Linked DNA regions of Mus musculus: all the other regions are linked to region 1. The links are chromatin contacts, called in public HiCAR-type and promoter capture Hi-C maps. All regions are on one chromosome and are shown on one strand. Each heading gives the region's core, a stretch centred on a gene start, on an enhancer-like site or on the middle of the called end of the contact. The rest is flanking DNA. Distances are from core to core; before and after follow the strand shown.

Region 1 (3,096 bases), core at 311-2,810:
TACAGATGGTTGTGAGCCATCATGTGGTTGCTGGGAATTGAACTCAGGACCTCTGGAAGTCAGTGCTCTTAACTGCTGAGTCATCTCTCCAGCCCCTCTATAACTCTTTATGCAATCTGGATAGAGGGATTTGAGTACCTAGGCCACATTTAAGCTGCAATAGCAAGTTCTAACTGTGGGCTGAGGAATCTTGGCTTCTTAGCCCTTAGGCTTCTTAGGACGATATACCCCAGGTCCATGGGAGGACAACTCACGTGTACCATTGCTGATGCTTCTGCCCTTGTACTGTGGCCTATCACTGCTACCAAAGCTTGAAGAGCTTCTGGCATACTTGTGACTACTTGTGACTTCTATTTCAGTAGAGCAAAAGGACTCTCCAGCCAGCTCATCCAGCACTGGTGCCATTTGCCATACATAGCAAGGATAAACTGACAGTCTGTATTGCTGTCCATCAAAAACTACTCTGCTAAAAAAGAGAAACAAGCGGAGAGTTAAAGGCCATGAGCATGAAGCTGGGCATGGGACTTATAGCTATAGTCCTAGCACCTGGTATATGCAGGTAAAAGAAACAGAGCAAGGTCAGCCTACATTATGAAATTGAATCCAGCCTCAGCTACATGCCATTGTCTCAAACAACAACAACAAAAGACATGAGTATGAAATGAACCACTCTCCTTTTTGAGACCTGATCCAACTGTGTAGCCCAGGCTGCCCACAAGAACTCTATGTAGCCCATCTTGACCTCCCAATTGGTCAGTTTTTCTCTGTTCTGAAATTGCAGGTGTGTGCTGCAAAATCTGGCTGAATATTTTTGTTAGTTTTTTATTTTGTTTCCCAAGACAGGGTTTCTCTATGTGGCCCTGAAACTCTCTCTGTAGACCAGGCTGACCTCAAACTCAGAGATGAGCCTGCCTCTGCTTCTGAGTGCTCTGCTTTAAGGTGTGCACTCACACAGCCAGGCTCTGGCTTAACATTTTGACACGGGGAACATTTCATATTAGTGAAGTGTAACAGGTTAACTAGTGGATTTTGTCTGTTTAGAGCAGGCTCTGGAGCCAGGAAGATCCAGGGGGACCCCAGCACAGCTTCCTGTCAGAATACTAGCAGGAACACCCAAGTCGCATGACAACCAAGTCACATTAGACCTCGCTAACTAATCTTCATAAGGACTGCTGCAAAACAAGTGTTCAAAATAGTCACTCATGTTATTCAAATTATTTTGTGCAGGGATACATTTTACCAACCCAACTATTATTTAGGGCAGCTTGTTTTGGATACAAAGCCCGTGGGCCTCAAAGTCGCAGCGCTCCTGCTTCGGCCCGCCAAACGCTTCAATTATCAGACGGCATCCCACGCCCTGAATGTACCAGGTTCTTAACAAGCTTCGGAAGCGTCTCCCGTGTAACTGCTAATGACAGCCGAAAGACAGTGAGCAACAGGCTGGCTTTGGCCAGATGCAAAGTTCTGCATTGGCGCGAAGCCCGAGCGAGCGACTGAAACCCAATTCTGTGACGTCACGTCACGCCCACAGCCTGTCTTGCAGGCCGCTCCTCTGGGGCCGGGCTACGCGTTGACGCCACACGCCGGGGCGGGGCTGAGAGTTTGGAGCCCGGAGTGGTGTCGGCGCTTCACTCGGGTGGAGCTGAACGGGAGACAGGTAACCTTGTGCGGCAGACGGGCTCCGTCCAGGGCTGGGAGGCTCGGCGCTTGACACCCGGAGCTCGCGGCCGAGGGTGAGGCCTATGCGTCCTTGCTTCCGGAGTGCCTGAGTGACGGGCGTGAAGCCGGACAGAGCCGGGCTGGCGGAGGGCGGCGATGGTGGGCGGGGGACGAGACCTGACGGACAGACGTTATAGCCAATGGCGTGGCAGGGTCCTCCAGGCGGGCGGAGATTGGCGGACGCGGACTTGCGCCGGGGGTCGGGGGGCCGAGCGCTATTGGCTCTGGCGGCGGAGCCGCGAAGGTGGCGGGCTAGGGAGTAGGTGGCCTGGCGGCCCGGGAGAGCCCCAAGGTCGCGGCGTGTCACGTGGACCGGTCGCTCCCTCTGGCCCGCGCGCGTTCTTTTGTCCTGCGTGCGCTGACCCCAGCAGGCCGCCGTCCTTGTGTTCGCCGTGCCCGGACACGGCGCTGACCTTGGTGCCTGCGGCAGCCCCACCTGCCGGTATGAGGTAAACCAGGCTGTCGGCCAAGGTGACACTGGTTTCCCTAGAAACACCATCCACGCACCGCTTTCCTCGCGAGAGTGTGTGACAGATGTGAGTTATACCCAGAGTGACTGGGAAGCCTGCTACTGTGCCCTCGCATGAGTTACCAGATCATGTTTCTTTTGCCCACCGAGCAGTGTGCCAGTCTCTGAAGTGACAGGTTCGGCAAGAATCCTCACGTGGATACCATGTAAAGACAGGAGAGCGGAGTGTAGGGCATTTGAGTATCTACACGGTGAAGGAGCAGGGTGAGGTGTGGAAAAGGGATTAAAGGTAATGAGAAGTGACGGGCTAGGTGTTGTGCGCATGCGTAACTCAACTTCCTGACTGTAAGATCAGAAAATGGCGGCGTTAAGCATCATTGGAGGGTGGAGTTTTAGATCCTTGACGTCAAAAGGTCACTCAAGGAACACCTCTACAGGCCCAAGTGGGGTCAGTGGGGTCAACCTGTATTCGATGGAGGTCTCTACGTCCGTAAGTGTTATCTGTATATAGTGAAGCTATTGCGAATGTGCAACTGGTCTTCATCACCCTAAGTAGAAGCGTGTAACTAAAAATAGAAGTAAAAATTTCCCCCAGCTTTTCTGTGGATTTCATTGCCCTTACAGGCCCTACTTGTGTCTGTGTATCCTGTGCTCTGACATTGAGCAGAGGACACCGTTGGAGTTCCTCTGTTTGTCTGATCCTCTAGCCTTGCCCTTGAAGGTGGAACCAGGTAGATTAGTAGGTGGCGTTAGGAAAGTGACACTATAATTGTCTTTTTCTCTTTTTCTATCCTTGTCATTTTGTATCACATACTATGCAGCTTTCTTTCTTTTTTTTTTTTTAATTTAAAAGGTTACATTTATTTGTAGGTAGGGAGATGTGCACACGTGACAGTGCTTGTGTAGAT
Region 2 (3,096 bases), core at 282-2,781, 2.9 Mb before region 1:
GAAAGACCGTATCTCTCATGTAACCCAGGCTGGCCTCAAATTCCCTACATATCAGAGGAATGACTTTGAATTCTGACTCTCCTTCGACCTGGGATTGCAGGCATGCAGCAGGTATAGGCAGTGCTGGGGATGAAACCCCTTGCTTTGTGCAAGCCTTCTACCAAGTGAACCACATCCCATCCAACTCAATTTTAAAAAAATTATTTATTTAGAGACAGGATCGTATTCTGTCGTCCAGGTTGACCTAGTTAGTACGCCACACACAGACCAAGCAATTCTCCTGGCTCTGTCTAGTCTGGGATTACAGGTGTGCAATCACCACTACCAGCCAGGAAAAAAAATTAAGGGAAGAGACAGACGAATTTCCGCTCCATGCTTTCCTTCTCCAGAGCATATTATCACCAATAAGGTCTGAAATTCCATGTTCCCGTAGTGAGGAAGTGACCCACTGGCGGCCCGGTCCTTGAATTCAGGATGGAGGAAGTGACTGTCCACCGGCCCAAAGCCAGGAAGTGGAGGCACATATTCAGTCCCTCCCCCACCCCTAAAATTCTCCCTTGGCCTTTCTAGAAAACTTTTGGAAGTCGACCCTGGTAGACCCAGAAACTGAGCCACTCACACCGGTGGCTGGGAATAAGGCGGCAGAAAGTTCATGATGCCGCGGGGCAGGAAGCTGCAAGATGATTCGTGAAGGGATTTACAGGCCCAGCTAAGCCAATTCTGAAATTTCCTTCACTCAACTCTTCCCCTCAAGGTGCGGAGCTATTAATCTGCTGGCATCAGAGACTACGCGAGGACTCAACTAGTCTCTAGGAAGACTTGAAGCTGTTCTCCACAGGAGGCAGAGGTCTTTGAGCCTCAGGAAGAACGGTCGGATGTCTTCCTATCCACATCATAAACTCCACACTCATACTCTATCTCTAGGAACCACTCCTCCCAATCCCAGAGTCCAAAGACACCTTCGAGAACTTTGGGTCTACAGAAAACCTAGAACCCAGGATAACTCGGAATCTCAAGTCCTGAACTCTGGAAGACCCTGTACTTCCCATATTTCAGAATCTCAGGTGCCTCGGCTTCCTTAGCCAGGAGACTTGCCCGGTCTGCAGATCCGAGGATCCACCTCGCGGGAATTCGCCCCACGCGCCGGCCGCAAGGAGCCCTCAGTCTTAGAACGACTGCGCTCGGACTTCCAGAGTCCCAAGACCTTCAAGTCCCGAGGGAACCATTGTGTTCGATCCTCCCCACCCTGCCAGGCTCTCGCTGAGGATTCCGGACCCAAGAAAAACCAGACAGCCAGAAACCCGCGAGCGGCGGGCTGGACGGAATGGGCCCTTCTTACCCGCCAGCGCCGCCATGGTCCAGGGCGCGGACAACACAGGAAGGACCACCCGGCAGCAGCGCCTCAGGTCCGCGCCCGCCTGCGGTCTAGAGAAGAGGCTGTCTCTGCCCCTGCAGCCGGAAGGATGCACCGCCTACGGCGCCCTGGGAGGACCAAACCGCACCTGGCACGGGGACCCGCCCCGGAGCCCCTCCCACTTAGGTTAACGACCCGCCCTGCCCCGTCCCGCCTCCCGCGCGAACTCTGCCGCATCTCTGGCGCCTGCTGGCGACTGGCGACCTCTAGAGGCGTTCGGATTGACCAGGGTGATTCAGTTTAGGCTGGAGGTCGCAACACAGGGGACCCTCGGCGCTCAGGTTAGTCCAGTTGCCCTTCTACACTACTTGAAAATGGCTCTGCTCTTCAGGTGCAGAGCGTGGGTAGGTATCACAGGTCTTTTGACTCCCAGTTTGTAATCAGCAATGTGAACACGAAGAAGCTAAGAGAAACCACTTTTGCGTGTCAAAGGCAATATGGAAATGAGGCTCCCTAGAGCAGATTATGGAGGCCAAATACCTGGGTTCCTGGAATTTTGGGTCCAGGACTCCCACTCCTTATATAAAGTCCCTGGTTGGTCAAGTCTCATAGAAAATGGCGTAAACTTTGTCTATAATCCACGCACAATCTTCATATGCTTTATTTTTTCTTTTGTTTTGCCACAGGGTCTTGAAATGCAGCCAGACTGATATTGAACTTGCCAGCCTCTTGCCTCAGCTTCTTGAGTGCTGAGATATTCTTGTTTTAAATCATCTCTAGATTGTTTATTTAAAAAAAAAAACCAAAATCTAGATGTTCTAACATAGTTATCTTATTCTGTGACTAAAATCAAGAAAGAACCGGACAGTGGTGGCACACGCCTTTAATCCCAGCACTTGGGAGGCAGAGGGAGGTGGATTTCTGAGTTCGAGGCCAGCCTGGACTACAGAGTGAGTTCCAGGACAGCCGGGGCTATACAGAGAAACCGTCTAAAAAAAAAAAAAAAAAAAAAAAAAGACGCAGCACTCTCAGCTCCTTCTCCATCGCCATGTCTACCTGTATTCTGCCATGCTTCTGGCCGGGATGATAGTGAACTAAACTTCTGAACCTGTAAGCCAGCCCCAAATAAATGTTGTCCTTTGTAAGAGTTGCTGTGGTCATAGTGTCTCTTCCCAGCATTAGAACCCTAACTATGACACTCGGTTTTAGACAATTGTTACTTCCCTCCATCAGATTTATGTACATGGGAAAAGAGTCCAGAGGATCAGGAAATGGGTAGGAATGGAGCCCAAGGAAACCAATCCTGCCTCCAACTCTCCCATCAGCTGCCTCTGGCTCTACTACTTAGGTAAACAAAACAGCACAATTCTCTGTCTTCCTGCATGGCCTTTTGTTAACAAAAGTGGCTGCTAGTTAGATGTTTCTTCCGTGGCGCCTTCATATGACCTAGGGTGCACAAGTGCTAGGGAGGGGGCTGTACCTGACTTCCTTCCTGGGAACTCACTTGAGCTGCTGGCTTCCCTCTGAGGAGATATCTGATGCGTAGGGAACACTAGATTATATACTGAATTAGGAAAGAATTCTTGGGGCTCTTCTGACAAGCTACTTAATGATTAGCAGAGAGAGGCCCTGCTGTATTTTCCCGGGCACAGAGGGATGGGGACTGGCTTGCTTGCTTCCTGTCCCTCCCTCCACAACTGAGCACCACATCTGTCCTTCTCCCACTTTTTGCTGACTGCCTT
Region 3 (3,096 bases), core at 437-2,936, 2.4 Mb before region 1:
GATCCACTTGTTGAGGCTTGACATGCTGGCTCCCGCCAACAGCCACACCAGTGCTGCCACAACCACTCTCGCCGGAGCAGGCTGCCCAAGGACCTGGGGTTTGTCCGGAGGCCACTTGGGGCGGCCATGCTCCTGGGCACTTCCAGCCACAGCAACTGCTTCGGCTGAGGTCATCATGCCTTCATGGTGCTCCAGTGGGCAGCGGCACATCCGCACCAGTGGGGCTGGGGCAGGAGGCAGGCTTTCCAGGGAGTCGCTGAGCCTGGTCCTGATTCCTCGGACAGGAGAGGGCAACACTTCAGGTGCTAGACTCTGAGCCAGCCGATAATTCTGGTCAGGGAAGAAGGTCGTGGCTGCTAAGATGCCGGACTGGCTGGTGTCCACCCAGGCCTCGTAAGCCCTGGGCACCTCCCGCACCAGGGGAGGCCTTCTCTCTTCTCCGCGCCCTAAGCTCACGCGATGCTTTCACACCGAATCCGTTTGTCTTTTTCCATCTTTGGTCCCCAGACTGTCAGGATGAGGTCACTGACTGACCCCGACCGCCTGCGTGTTTGGTGCTCAGGCCCGGACCAGGTCTGGCAGGGTCGATAATATTCCGAGCGTGGGAACGGAGGTTGCAGCCGTCGCTCCCCTCCCCCAGCCCCCTTTAGCCTTTTACTGGACCGGGAATAGACGCCGATAGGCCGGCGGACGCGGAATCGCGAGCTCGGACTGGCTGCAGCCTCTCAGGATGCTCTGGCTGTTCTGGCTGCCGCTCGGCTCCCGCGGTGGATCTGGCAGCTTCGGGCGCCGGGCTCTAGTCCCTCCCGAGTCCCGCGCGGCTCAGCGCTTCCCGGCCCTGCCCTCTCCGCCGCTACCGAAGCTGCGCTCCACCCGGAAAGTTGGGCTCAGCCCGGGCCCCGCCCACGAGTACCAGCCCCGGAGCCCGGCGGACGTCTAGCCCCTCCCACAGCCTTTGCGCCTCCCGACTTGGCTTGCGCAGCTGCGGCCGCGAATCCCTTAGTGGAGAGTGTGGGTTGTACCAGCCACCAACCGGAATCCGGATTGTCTCCAGCGCCAAGTAGAGCCTTCCTTAAAAAGACCAGTATCCAGTGCTGGAAACCCTGGGCACTCTGCAGAGCCGTCCCCAAGCTGTCTGCCATCGTCGAGAAGCAGGGCGTTGAAGTGAGACATACCACATCACCTGATCCCAGACCACAAAGGTCTCCTTGAGATCTTGGAATTCAACGGAGCTAGACCACGTGGTCCCTTAAGGCTGCCTCATCTTGTTCCCCCTCCATTCCACTCCAGATCTTTTCTCCCCCTCTCAAACCAGGGCGGCGCCCCCTCTGGGGCAGCAGAAGGGGAAATGAATCACCAAAGCTAACCACAGCTCCGGGAAGCAGGGTACAGCGGGCCGGCATCCATCCCGAGCTAGCCGACTTTATGTGCTGCTCCCTAGGCATTCCGAGGTGACTCACAGCTGGGTTTCATGAGGCCCACGGAGCAGAATCCTGGATGGTTCCCGGGTTTCCCACCTGAATTCAGGTTAGGGTAAGCAGCTGAAACCCAGGGACCTGTTCCCAGCCCAACGCGTGAGCAAGAATCAAGGTCCATCCTGGACTCTTTCCGGTAATTGGATTTCTGGGGAAGCTCCCGCTCACCTGCACAGGCCTCACCCGGCTCTGTTGTCAAACAAGTCCTGGATGACAACCTGCCTAGAGAAACAAGATCGCAAAGCGCAACTGTGTAGCCCGGCCCGCAGCGCCCTCTGGTGGTCGTGACTCCGCACTGTTGCAAGCGTTCCTAATCCCTTCCCAAAGAAATTCAGGTGAAAATAAGCCAGTCCCACCTGAGACCTAAATCAGATCTCTGTCCCAGATGAACCAGGAATCTACACTGTCACACTTGCCTCCGATGAGTCTGATACCCGCGGGAACCCGTAGATCTCTGCTGAGTAACCCAAGTTGAAGGGCAGAGAGTGTAGGTAGGAGACTTCCAGGGAAAGGATCAAAATCTGGGGCATTTAGATAGTTTTTCCAAGAAGAGTTATGGGAGGGAAACTGAATGAGCCTCTCCCCTCCCCCCTCCAACACACACACACACACACACACACACACACACACACACATTTTTTAAGAAGAGGAATCTGGGCTTTCAGTGAACTATATTCCTCTGGGATTTTTAATCCATTATCCACTAAGCTTCTTTGAATTAAAAAGCATTTCTTCCTATTTAAATTTTTTGTTTATTATTAGTGGTGTGAATGTCTGTATGGGAATGCTGAGATTACAAGCAGGTGCCTCTGCCCACTTCTGTGCCCATTTTAAAAAGATTTATGTGCATTGGTGTTTAGCCTGTCTGTCTATCTGTAACTATGCATGGATGTCTGTGAGGGCATCAGATCCCCTGAAACTGGAGTTACAGACAGTTGTGAGCTGCCATGTGAGTGCTGGGAATTAACCTGGATTTTGTGGAAGAGCAGCCAGTTCTCCTACTGCTGAGCCATCTCTCCAGCTCCTTGAACAATTTTTTTGTTAGATATTTTATATGGATGAGTGATTTGCCTGCATGTGAGTGTGCGCACCATGTGCATGGCCGGTGCCTGCAGAGCCAAAAGGGCATCAGATCTCCTGCATCTGAAGTTACTAGTGGCTGTGAACTACTATGTGGGTGCTAAAGACCAAATTTAGGTCCTCTGCAAGGGCAGTAAGTGCTTTAAAAAAAAAAAAAAGACTTATTTTATGTATATGCATACACCACTGTAGCTATCTTCAGAAACATCAGAAGAAGACATCGGATCCCATTACAGATGGTTGTGAGCCACCATGTGGTTACTGGGAATTGAACTCAAGAGCAGTCAGTGCTCTTAACTGCTGAGCCATCTCTCCAGCCCAGTAAATGCTTTTAACCACTGAGCATCTCTCTAGCCTCAGAAACCCATTTTAACCTGTCTCAACATCAGACTGTATTTTACTGTGGATCCAGAGCCAGGAGGCCCGGATTCAAGGAGGATATCACTGGGGTAGAGGGCTCATTCACGTTCCTTAGGGTCTACTCAAGATCTCAGAGCAGCCTATGCCTCCCACAGCACCCCTCAAATTTGAGCCCTACTGT
Region 4 (3,096 bases), core at 347-2,846, 2.3 Mb before region 1:
ACCCAGGACTACCAGCCCAGGGATGACAACACCCATTGTGGGCTGGATCCTCCCCATTGATCACTGAGAAAATGCCTTAGATCTGGATCTCTTTCCCCACCCCTTCACTCCCATTTTTTTCCGAGACAGAGTTTCTCTGTGTAGCCCTGGCTGTCCTCGAACTCAGAAATCCATCTGCCTCTGCCTCCCGAGTGCTGGGATTGAAGGTGTGCACCACCACGAACAGCTTAGAGCTGGATCTCATGGAGGTGTTTCCTCGACTGAGAGGCTCCTTTGATGACTAGCTTGTGTTGACCCAAAACAAGCCAGTACAGGTGGAAGGTGAGCGTGAGGTCTAAGGGCAGCAATAGCCTAGTTTTCCATCCAAGTGAGGTCACTGCTGGTATCTCAGCTTGTGACCTTTGTGGACCTGTCCCCTCACTCCAGGTACCTCTGATGATGGTCCTTACCTGGAACTGTCCATGTATCATGACAGGGTCAGGGTTCTGATCATTCAGTCCTTCCCAGGACATCTTTCCCATAGCCATTCCCCAGAGGCGGTGATACCCTAAACAGGGTAGGCTGGACTTTGCCCTCCCTGAATCTAAGGACCTGATAGCCTGACAGACCTGTTTTGTATTGGCCCCATATGTGGACTTTGTGCTGCCATGGCTGCACCTCAACTGAAGAGGAAGGCAAGAGTTTTGCAGGCTTTGGCTTGTGGACCCCAAGGTCCCCCAAACTGGTGGCTTCACTGTATATGTGGGATGGGGGGAGGGGGCTCTATCTGATGCCATGTTCTGGCATGGCAGTTTCAAGAGGCAGGAACAAAGGGTTAGGAGTTTCAAAGTCATAACCTATAGCCTGGGAGGTGACTCAGGGCCCACAAGGACAAAGAGCAGCAAGCCCATTAGATATGGAAGAATGCCTGGCAGCCAGGCTGATGTGGAATTTTCCCCATTCCACGGTTGCCTAGAAATGTCGGGGGTAGTGGGACTCTGACGTGGCCCATGTGCCACCCGATGGCCAGCTGGTTCTGCAGTGCCCACAGCTGGGGTTAATTCCAAATTAGTTCCCATCCTTGGTTTTCCTTTAGGATGAAGGACAGTCTGAACTCAAACAGGCCCCTACTTACTTGCCCAGACCTCTAGAGGAGGTATCCTCAAGAGGAAAGTTAGCTGAACCATGTAAGTGACTCGGCCCAGGGATCCTGGCGCTTCTTCACCTGTTTTTCTTGGATACCACAAATGTGTTCCTGGCTCATCAGAGGGAGCTAGGAAGACCTATGTTCCACTGGATTCTGAGGAGCTCCAGTGCTGTCCATAAAAGGCTGGCAACTAGTCCTGCCCCCTTTCTCCAGAGCCCAGGCTCCCTTCCCCAACACTACCACCAAGCCCCAGGCACCCTCTATTCCCTTCTGGGCTGGCAGTAGGACAATGGACCCCTTGGCCCATCGGAGACAAATAGTCCTTGTTAGGCCGGAGGCGGGGGCGCAATATTGCGCCCCAGGGAGCTGAATACAGCTTCTGTGCCTCTTGGGCAGGCGGCGCAGGGGAGAGGACGGGAAGGGGGTGGGGGGGGGGAGGGGGCCGTGGCGCCCATTGGCTCTGGCGTCAGGGGCCGGGCCAGGCTGCTGGCCTCACCTGGCGAGTGTTGAGAGCGGGGTGCGGCAGCCGCTGCGGCGGCGGGGCGGGGGCATGGACCAGGCCTGCCAGCGCGCCGGGTCCCGGCGAGTGCGCCCCGCCGCCCAGTGAGCGCCACGGCGGCGGCGGGGGCCGGGGCCGACCCCTGCCACCCGGAGCCCAAGGAGAACAGGGCAAAGGTATGTCGGGAGGTCTTGTACTCACGCTGGCTGTGCCCTGCCTCAGCCTACTTCCTGAACATCTTGCCTACTGGATCGATGGATCGTGTTTGCCCAGCAAGGGATATAGAAATGCTGCAGAGCTGCTTCACCAACACTGTATCCTGCAGGCTCTGGCTGATTGCTTGCCCTGCTCTGGGTGCCCCTCCTCCCCTGACCCCCGGAGTCCCTAAAAATGGGGTGGGTGGGGCTCCAGAAGGTTAGCTGTTGTGCTGTGAGTTCGTTAATAATTAATCCTCTTGGACATTGTGGCCTGGGCCCTAGTGGAGAAGGAGGCAGGAATCTCCCCGCTCCTTACCTGCGTTCCCAGAAGAGGCGGCTGTCACAGTACAAACCGGGGAGAGGGGGGCCTTGGGCAATGACAGACTCTTGTGCTTGGGGAAGGCCTCTCATATGTGTGCCCCTAAGGAGGTGAGTCCAGGAGACAAGGACAGACTTGTCTAGTTAGGACAGGAAAGATCCTATATGCAACAACTACACGGTTCCGGAGCCATGGACCAGTGCTCCATAAGGGGGTCTCAGGTTGGTCTGTTCCCTTAGTGAGAGGCCAACATGAGCCTTCTCTTTTTAACCCCCCCCCGCCCCGCCCCTTCCTGAGCTGGTTGTGATGACAGGCACACATCTGGCTGCAGGGACTGACACCTGACACCAGAGGTTACTGGGCTGAGGGTGAGGATGCCCTGGAAATCTTCAGGAGGAAAGGGGTGTGGAGGGAGAGCCGATCAGAACTCAATCTCTTCCTCTCTGGAGGGGGTGAGCTGATCTGCACTGTGCCTTCAGGCTTCCTTGCTACTTATCTAGAGGGAAGATACTGAGGCTCAAGGAGTCAGTGACTTGCTGAAGGTCACACCGTTGGGAAATGGCTGAGTTCACTGCAAACCACAGTGTGCGTTTTTGTTTGTTTTGTTTTGTTTTGTTTTGTTTTGTTTTTTGGTCCCTGTCTCAGGATCCCAGCCCTACCCAGAAGTCCTCTTGCCCAAACTGGAGGAAAGATGCCTTCCTGGGCATCTCTTTTGCTTCCTGGGTTCTGTGCTGAGTTCTCATAAATCTGTCACTCACAGTGCCTCTCACTGGGCTCCAAGGAAGAACAAACAAGCACTTGCAGGAAAGCAGTGACTCACAGGACAATGGCAATGGGGGACTCTAGGCCCCCTCAGTGGCTTGGGGCAAGCTTCTTGCTTTGGTTTGACTCCATGAAATGTGAATGACTAGAGAAGACACAGCGGGATGGAGCAGAAGTACCCCAAAGGTTACCA
Region 5 (3,096 bases), core at 162-2,661, 2.2 Mb before region 1:
GCTAGTTTGAAAGACTACAAAAGAAGCCAAGGGAGGGGGGTGGACAACCATGATGGAGCAGACAGCTCCTGCAGGTGGCCACAAAAGGGAAACATACTAGGAAAGCCACCAAGGGAGGTGGACAGTGACCCAGGATAGCCACCCCTATCCCTGATCTCTCACTACCCAGTAGTAAACAGGCAGCCCCAAGCCTCCTACAACAGCAGAGACCTTTATCTGGTTACTGACCTGTAGGACACCTCCAGAGAGGACCAATGAGGACTGGCCACCTCTGCCCTTTGCCTTAGGTCAGCTAGGTCTAATCAGACCCTCCCATCCCCCAAAAGCAGCTCCCAGAGTTAGGACAATGGTCATCTAAACAACAAGCAGAAGGCCACCCTTCACCAAGGACCTCACCTAGCCCCTGGCTTAATCCCCACCAAACCTATGCCCAACAGACTTAGCCTGCACGTCAGCAGCAAACCTGGCATGGGAAAAAAGTCACACACAGCAGCCACATCTGCTGCCACACTCTGGAATAAATAAGAAACTGCACAACTGGGAACACTGGGGCTGGACCCCATCAATTCTGATCCCGTGCAACTGAGGAGATAAAGTCTTTTGGCCAGAAGTGCCAGCTCCCGAACTTGAATGGAGTAGATAAGTCCCTGTCTGCCCAGGTGCCAAGGCAAAGCCTGGTCAGGTCCTTTCCTTTTGAGTGGCATCACTAAGTTCAGGCAAGGGTCTGGGTTGCCAGGGTGGGGAGAGCTCTTCTCTCCGAAAGGATTCCAACCTAGTGAATCCCGGACATCTTAGACTTCACACACAAGAGGTGCCCGACAGACAACTCCTCTAATTTCATCGAAGAGCACAGCACACAGGACAGGGTTTGGCCCAAGGTCGCACAGTGACTTAGTGCCTTGAAAGAGCTAGGGGGAGTTTGCCAAGGAACTGTCAGGGACCCTTCCATATGCCACTGCCCCAAAAGAGAAAAACCTCCCGGAAATGGGAGGAAACCTGGGGCCCTGCCCCTGTCCCACGGCCCTGCTACCAGTCCCTGCCAGCCCGGAGGATGAATGTTGCCTTTGTGCCCTCAGCTGCCTCCCAAGGCTTCCAAGCAACCACTTCTTCCCAAGGGGGCACCTCTGGGGCTGCTCATGCTGAAGATCGCGATGACCAAACTTCCCGAGGTCCTCACCCTGAAGGAGAAGCGGTCCGCTGGGCACTAGCCAAGCGGGGGCGATCAGTCGCCCGCCCGCGAGGACAGTCCCTTACAGCCGCTTTTCAGCCAGGAGCGAGGGCCACAGACAGACCAAGAGCAAGCTCACCTTGGCCAGTGCCTCCTCCTGTTTGGGGCTCAGGTCACCGACTCTGCCGCTCATCGTGGCTCAGCCTTGGGGCGCGGTGCCTGCGGCAGCTGATGGAGCTCCGACTCGTTTGCCGCCGCCGCAGCCGCTGGAGTAAAGTCCCAGTCTTTGGCCGAGGCCCCGGGGCTGGCGGCCAAGACCCGCCTCTTAAAGGAGCCCGAGGGGCGGGGCGAGACGCGCAGAGGCCCTGGATTGGAGCCAGAATGCTTGCTCATACACCTGAGGAGCTACTTGGGTCTGGATCCTCATCCTAACCAAGAGGAAGCTGGAAAGCTCTAGCAAACGACGTCTTCTAAGGTGCGACTCCACAAGGCTGGACCGGGCTGCTCTCATAGCTTTCCTTACCCCAAAATGTTGACAGCTCTCTGGTGCCCACTGAAAAGGGATGCCCCTTAAGCGTCTTTCTGCCTGTAGGAACTGTGGTGTTCACTCTGCCATCTGCTTATGGTCACTACTACCAGCTCTGCTTGGGAGTGAGAGTTGACCCCCAGGGTTGCCGATGTAACTCAGTGGCAGAAGGCTTGCCACTGAGTTACGCGCACGACCTTAAGTCGGATTCCCAGCACTGCATGGTCATAGTGGCACATTCCAACACATACCTGAGATCCCAGCATTGGAGAAGCAGAAGTTCTGATCACCCTTAGCTTATTTATTGGGCTTGAGGCAAGCCCAGAATACAAACAAATAAACCAAATGGAGTGGACAGCCTTTTCCCTCTACCTGCAGAGCAGGCATGGTAAAGACCATGGCATCTAGCTGAAGAGAAAGGAAGACCAGCCTCCCCACTAAGACCCAGGTCTCTGCGTCTGATCTTCCCTGCTCTCTGGGAGCCACACCTGAAGCTCTCACATCTCAGTTGGCATGCTCTGCTTCCTCTGTGGAAGTGAGGAGGCTCAGGTTTGAGGGCCCGTGTCCCACGGGTGTCTACGGGGTCCTTTGCCTCACTGCACTGTTGCTTCTTCTCTAACCGAGGGTGATCATGGGCAGGAGGCTAATGGAAGTTAATGTACACAATTCTCAGGTTTGACTTCTTGTGGCCACCTCCTTGCTGTCCATTGCTGGCTGCCTAGCCAGATCTTGGCCGTAGGCTAGACAGAGAGGAAACCACACTGGAAGCCAGAGCCCACAGCAGCCCTGCTGTGCTTATCTGCTTCCCAGCTCTGGCCAAGAGCCTGCGGACTCCCCGCTAGTGACAAGTTTGACTAGTGAGTGGGTGGACTCTGACAGCTGTAGCCTAGCAGCCTCTTGTCCAGCCTATACCATCAGACTGCCTCCCGCCCCCCAGTTACTACTTCTGGCTCACACAATAGAGTTCATAGCCTTCTCCTGCTAGAGCCCTCGCCACTTTGATCTTACTTCCATGGTGATACCTGGTCACAGGGCCAGGGCCATTTTGTCTTCCTACTGTATGCCAAGCAGGAGGCATTGTTCTGGAACCCAGGAATATTTAGACACCACCTTTTGGTCCCAAACTTACTAAAGAGAACACAAGAGCAAGGCAGATGGCCAAGAAGAAGACAATCCTCAACTTCTTTCGGCACAGTAGCCTGAGCTAAGTTCTGGTGGCAGGTGCAAAGTGTAGCTACAGTCAGAGATGTGGAGGCAGCAGAGTGACCAGGGTGGGGCAGGACACGTGGTGCCTAAAACCTTGGTGCGACCTTCCTTAGGAACATTGACCTTCTAGACCGTGAGACCCACGGGACACACTGCCTTGCTTCAGTTATCAGAGTCCTACAAACCCTGCATCCTG
Region 6 (3,096 bases), core at 428-2,927, 2.1 Mb before region 1:
ATCCAATGCCCTCTTCTGGTGTGTCTGAAGACAGTGCACTCATATAAATAAAAATAAATAAATAAAGTCTCTTCTAAGATTCAAGCAGTCTCTTAACTGTAATCCCATATAAAGTCAAAAATACTGGGACCAAAGCAAGACAGAAAACCAGCTGGGCAAACTCCAAAGTCCATGTCTCCACATCCAATGTCAAAGCGCTCTTCAGATCGTCAGCTCCTTTCATCCTTGCCGACTGCTGTTGGCAGATCTGGCAGTCAGCAGCAGCAGACTTCATTCTCCTGGGCTGGTCCCACTCCCTGCTAGCAGTTTTCCTTGGCAGGTATCTCATGACTCTGGCATCTCTAACATCTTGGGGTCTCCAAGGCAACTTCAACTTTACAGCTTCTTAATCTAACTTTTATTCCAATGTCTGGGATCCACACATGATCTTTTGGGGATCCTCTAAAGGGCTGGCATCACTTCTCCAGCTCTGCCCTCTGAAGCACTCTAGGCTCTGCTTGACTCCAGCCAACTGCTGCTGCTGTTCCTGGTTATCATCTTATCGTACTGGCATCTCCAATACACTGGGGTCTACCACTGCAACTAGGCTTCACCAAGAGCCTCTCATAGGCTCTCTTCATGGGGCAAGCCTCAACTCCTTTGCATGACCCCTTCAGTCCTGGGCCATCAACTGTAACTGTAACTGCACCTTCACCAATGGCCTTCCCTGGCCTCTCACGGTGCCAAGCCTCAGCTGCTCTTCATGACACCTTCATGCCTTCAAACTAATACTGCCTGGGTAACTCTTACACACTGCCAAGTACAGCTGCAGCAACAACCATGGCTATCTCTGGAACACAGCTTCTTTGTGCTCTCAGAAAACACTTCCCAGAAGATTTCACCTCAGTGATGCTGGTCTCGTCTTAATCACTAATTTCTTAGCTCCAGCTAACCAGCATCAACTGTCCCAGCAATCCCTTCTACTCTAGACTCTAAAGCCAGAGCCACACAGCCAAATTCTGCTTCCTGTGGCTGGAACCTGATCCCCTTTATTATCTTACCAGCTTTCTGTTTTTCAACTCCCTCACTGCCTAAGCTTGGCTATCCTGAAACTTGCTCAGGAAATTGACTTTGAACTCAGAGATCTGCATGGCTTTGTCTCTTGGGATTAAAGATATGTACCACTACGCCTGAATTATGCTTTTCTTCATCTAGAACTTGCTCTGTCCCAGGCTGGCCTTGAACTCAGATCTGCTTCGTTTTTTGTCTCCTGGAATTAAAGGTGTTAGCACCATGTCCTGGACTCTGTAAGGAGGGATGCAGAGGAGGTGGTGCTGAACCAAAAAATGGGGCTAAAGGTGTAGTAAGTGGGACTCTATGGCATCTTCAAAATGCCAGGCCAAACAGGAAAGAAACAGGGGCGAGGGGTGGGGCGCTGAGGGGGCGAGGAACCGGCCAGAGTCAGGAGGGAAGTTCAGAGTCAGAGGATGTGGAATGGCTTACCTGTCTCCGGCGTCGCAGCCTCAGCTCTGTGTCTGTCTGGCTCACAGAACTTCCTCCAGAGCGTCTGAGGCTCCGAGAATGCCTCGCAACTCTAAGTTGGGAGCCCAGGCCGCTGCCTTGGCAACGGCGTACCGCGCCACGGAGCAGGCGGGGCGGGGCTGGAAGTGCGAAACGGCGAGAGGGCGGGACCGGAAGTGCTCCCGCGGCTTCTCTCTCTGGGTCGCCGCCATCTTGTCATTGAGTTGGATACTTCGTGTGGTGATCTTTAATCTTGTCGTCGCACCGGTTGTCGCCACCGAGGTGGACTGGCAGCCCTGAGCGTCGCAGTCATGCAGGCCGGACCCGTGCAGGCGGTACCCCCGCCGCCGCCAGTAGCCACTGAGTCCAAACAGGTATCGTGCCCCGCGCTCCCTGCCTGCAGGCCTGCTGGAGGCCTCGTTCCTCCCCTCCGCGCGGGCGCTGTGGCACTGCTGCTGGAAGCTCAGGCCACCCCGAAGGACATGGAGGGACTGCAAGTCCCAGGAGTCAGCGCGCTGAGTTGCCTTCTGGTCTCGAAAAAGATATCCCTAGAACCGGACTTTTCAAAACCAGCATGCGGACCTGCACCCCCGGCTTCCTCTGGGGTCTTATGTGAACCACGAAGCCTCCATTCAAAAAGAGGAGAGCTAAGCAAATCATTCTTTCCCCTAGATTAGGAATGGCTGCGTAAATACAGTATGGCTAAGGAAACTTGCCCTGTTTTGTTTTTAACTGCGTCCTCGGATGCTAACCCAAGAGAGTCTGCAGTCTACAGGACAGACGTTCCTGTCAGTATCATGGAGCGTTTATGATAGCCTAATCCGAGCCGGGGACTTGAAGCCCTTACTACCTTTTCTCTGTTTTCACAGCCAATTGAAGAAGAAGCATCGTCAAAGGAGGATCCCACCCCTTCCAAGCCAGTGGTCGGCATTATTTACCCTCCCCCGGAGGTCAGGAACATCGTCGACAAGACTGCCAGTTTTGTGGCCAGGTAACAGCTGCTTCTGCACAGAGGGAACTTGTAGTATAAAGGTCTTTTAAAGCAGCACAGGGGCATCATGGGGAGTTCTAGAGGCTCTGGCTTAGACTCCTTACTTCTTCCAAAACCACAGGAGAGCAATGAGGTAGGTGATAGATAGGACTGGTATGGTTGACATACCACAACAGTAATCGCAGTGAAAGCCATGCCTAGCTGTGTAGTCACTAGGAGTTTCTGCTTCCAAAACAAGTCTGTGGAAATTCCTGGTAGCTTCTTTGTGGCTGCTGATGTGCATATGCTGTGTTAACCTGAAGAAAGAAAAAGAAGAGTTGATTATTCTCATTGTGAAAGGACGACTTTCCCAGAGCCTCAGCTGAATCCAGAGCAAGCTGTTCAGCATGTTAGCTAGTTTCCAGGCAAGGTGAACATTGGTCAGGATTCCTCAACCTCCTCATCCCACATACTTCTGCACCCTTGGATGGAATCTTCTAAGGGCCACTTGACTTCCAACGGTCAACACATCTCCTGGCTTAGGGCACTTATAGAGTATTCTTTTGGCAGCCAGCATCATTATCCAGTCTGCAGATGTTTAGTTTGTCCTTAGAATCCTTAAAAGA

Evidence for each region. Promoter capture Hi-C pulls out the DNA fragments that hold promoters and counts their contacts. HiCAR-type assays count read pairs that join an accessible place to other places.
Region 2: a contact with region 1 is called in a promoter capture Hi-C map of embryonic stem cells, with 6 times the contacts expected there. The contact joins the promoter of Limk2 here to the promoter of Ogdh in region 1. A contact is called at or near these places in 3 of 39 promoter capture datasets (embryonic stem cells, hippocampal neurons and liver) and 1 of 115 datasets of contacts at active chromatin or transcription factors (astrocytes).
Region 3: a contact with region 1 is called in a promoter capture Hi-C map of liver, with 6 times the contacts expected there. The contact joins the promoter of Slc35e4 here to the promoter of Ogdh in region 1. A contact is called at or near these places in 3 of 39 promoter capture datasets (embryonic stem cells and liver), 1 of 115 datasets of contacts at active chromatin or transcription factors (astrocytes) and 2 of 9 other capture datasets (adipose tissue and liver).
Region 4: a promoter capture Hi-C map of liver shows a contact between it and region 1, with 8 times the contacts expected there. The contact joins the promoter of Gal3st1 here to the promoter of Ogdh in region 1. A contact is called at or near these places in 1 of 39 promoter capture datasets (liver) and 1 of 9 other capture datasets (adipose tissue).
Region 5: a contact with region 1 is called in a HiCAR-type map of astrocytes, with 7 times the contacts expected there. The contact joins the promoter of Sec14l2 here to the promoter of Ogdh in region 1. A contact is called at or near these places in 2 of 39 promoter capture datasets (liver and pre-B cells), 1 of 115 datasets of contacts at active chromatin or transcription factors (astrocytes) and 1 of 9 other capture datasets (liver).
Region 6: a promoter capture Hi-C map of hippocampal neurons shows a contact between it and region 1, with 5 times the contacts expected there. The contact joins the promoter of Sf3a1 here to the promoter of Ogdh in region 1. A contact is called at or near these places in 2 of 39 promoter capture datasets (the C10 cell line and hippocampal neurons).

What each region holds. Positions count from the first base shown.
Region 1 is chr11:6,290,037-6,293,132 of GRCm38.p6, forward strand. Ogdh (oxoglutarate (alpha-ketoglutarate) dehydrogenase (lipoamide)) reads left to right here and starts at 1,561. Exons shown (of 23, transcript NM_010956.4): 1 at 1,561-1,657. It overlaps Gm46270 (predicted gene, 46270), which reads right to left and starts at 2,227. Exons shown (of 1, transcript NR_168687.1): 1 at 1-2,227.
Region 2 is chr11:3,407,707-3,410,802 of GRCm38.p6, forward strand. It overlaps Limk2 (LIM motif-containing protein kinase 2), which reads right to left and starts at 1,532. Exons shown (of 16, transcript NM_010718.4): 1 at 1,340-1,532. The coding sequence starts at 1,355. Gm51879 (a long non-coding RNA gene) reads left to right here. Exons shown (of 2, transcript XR_003949624.1): 1 at 1-1,695; 2 at 2,041-3,096.
Region 3 is chr11:3,912,978-3,916,073 of GRCm38.p6, forward strand. Slc35e4 (solute carrier family 35, member E4) reads right to left here and starts at 1,687. Exons shown (of 2, transcript NM_153142.3): 1 at 1-1,687. The coding sequence starts at 210.
Region 4 is chr11:3,982,040-3,985,135 of GRCm38.p6, forward strand. Gal3st1 (galactose-3-O-sulfotransferase 1) reads left to right here and starts at 1,597. Exons shown (of 4, transcript NM_016922.3): 1 at 1,597-1,801; 2 at 2,902-3,096.
Region 5 is chr11:4,117,318-4,120,413 of GRCm38.p6, forward strand. It overlaps Sec14l2 (SEC14-like lipid binding 2), which reads right to left and starts at 1,412. Exons shown (of 12, transcript NM_144520.2): 1 at 1,308-1,412. The coding sequence starts at 1,361. It overlaps Gm51934 (a long non-coding RNA gene), which reads left to right and starts at 1,032. Exons shown (of 3, transcript XR_003949841.1): 1 at 1,032-1,643.
Region 6 is chr11:4,158,677-4,161,772 of GRCm38.p6, forward strand. It overlaps Sf3a1 (splicing factor 3a, subunit 1), which reads left to right and starts at 1,678. Exons shown (of 16, transcript NM_026175.5): 1 at 1,678-1,874; 2 at 2,370-2,491. The coding sequence starts at 1,812. It overlaps Ccdc157 (coiled-coil domain containing 157), which reads right to left and starts at 1,617. Exons shown (of 12, transcript NM_001164620.1): 1 at 1,483-1,617.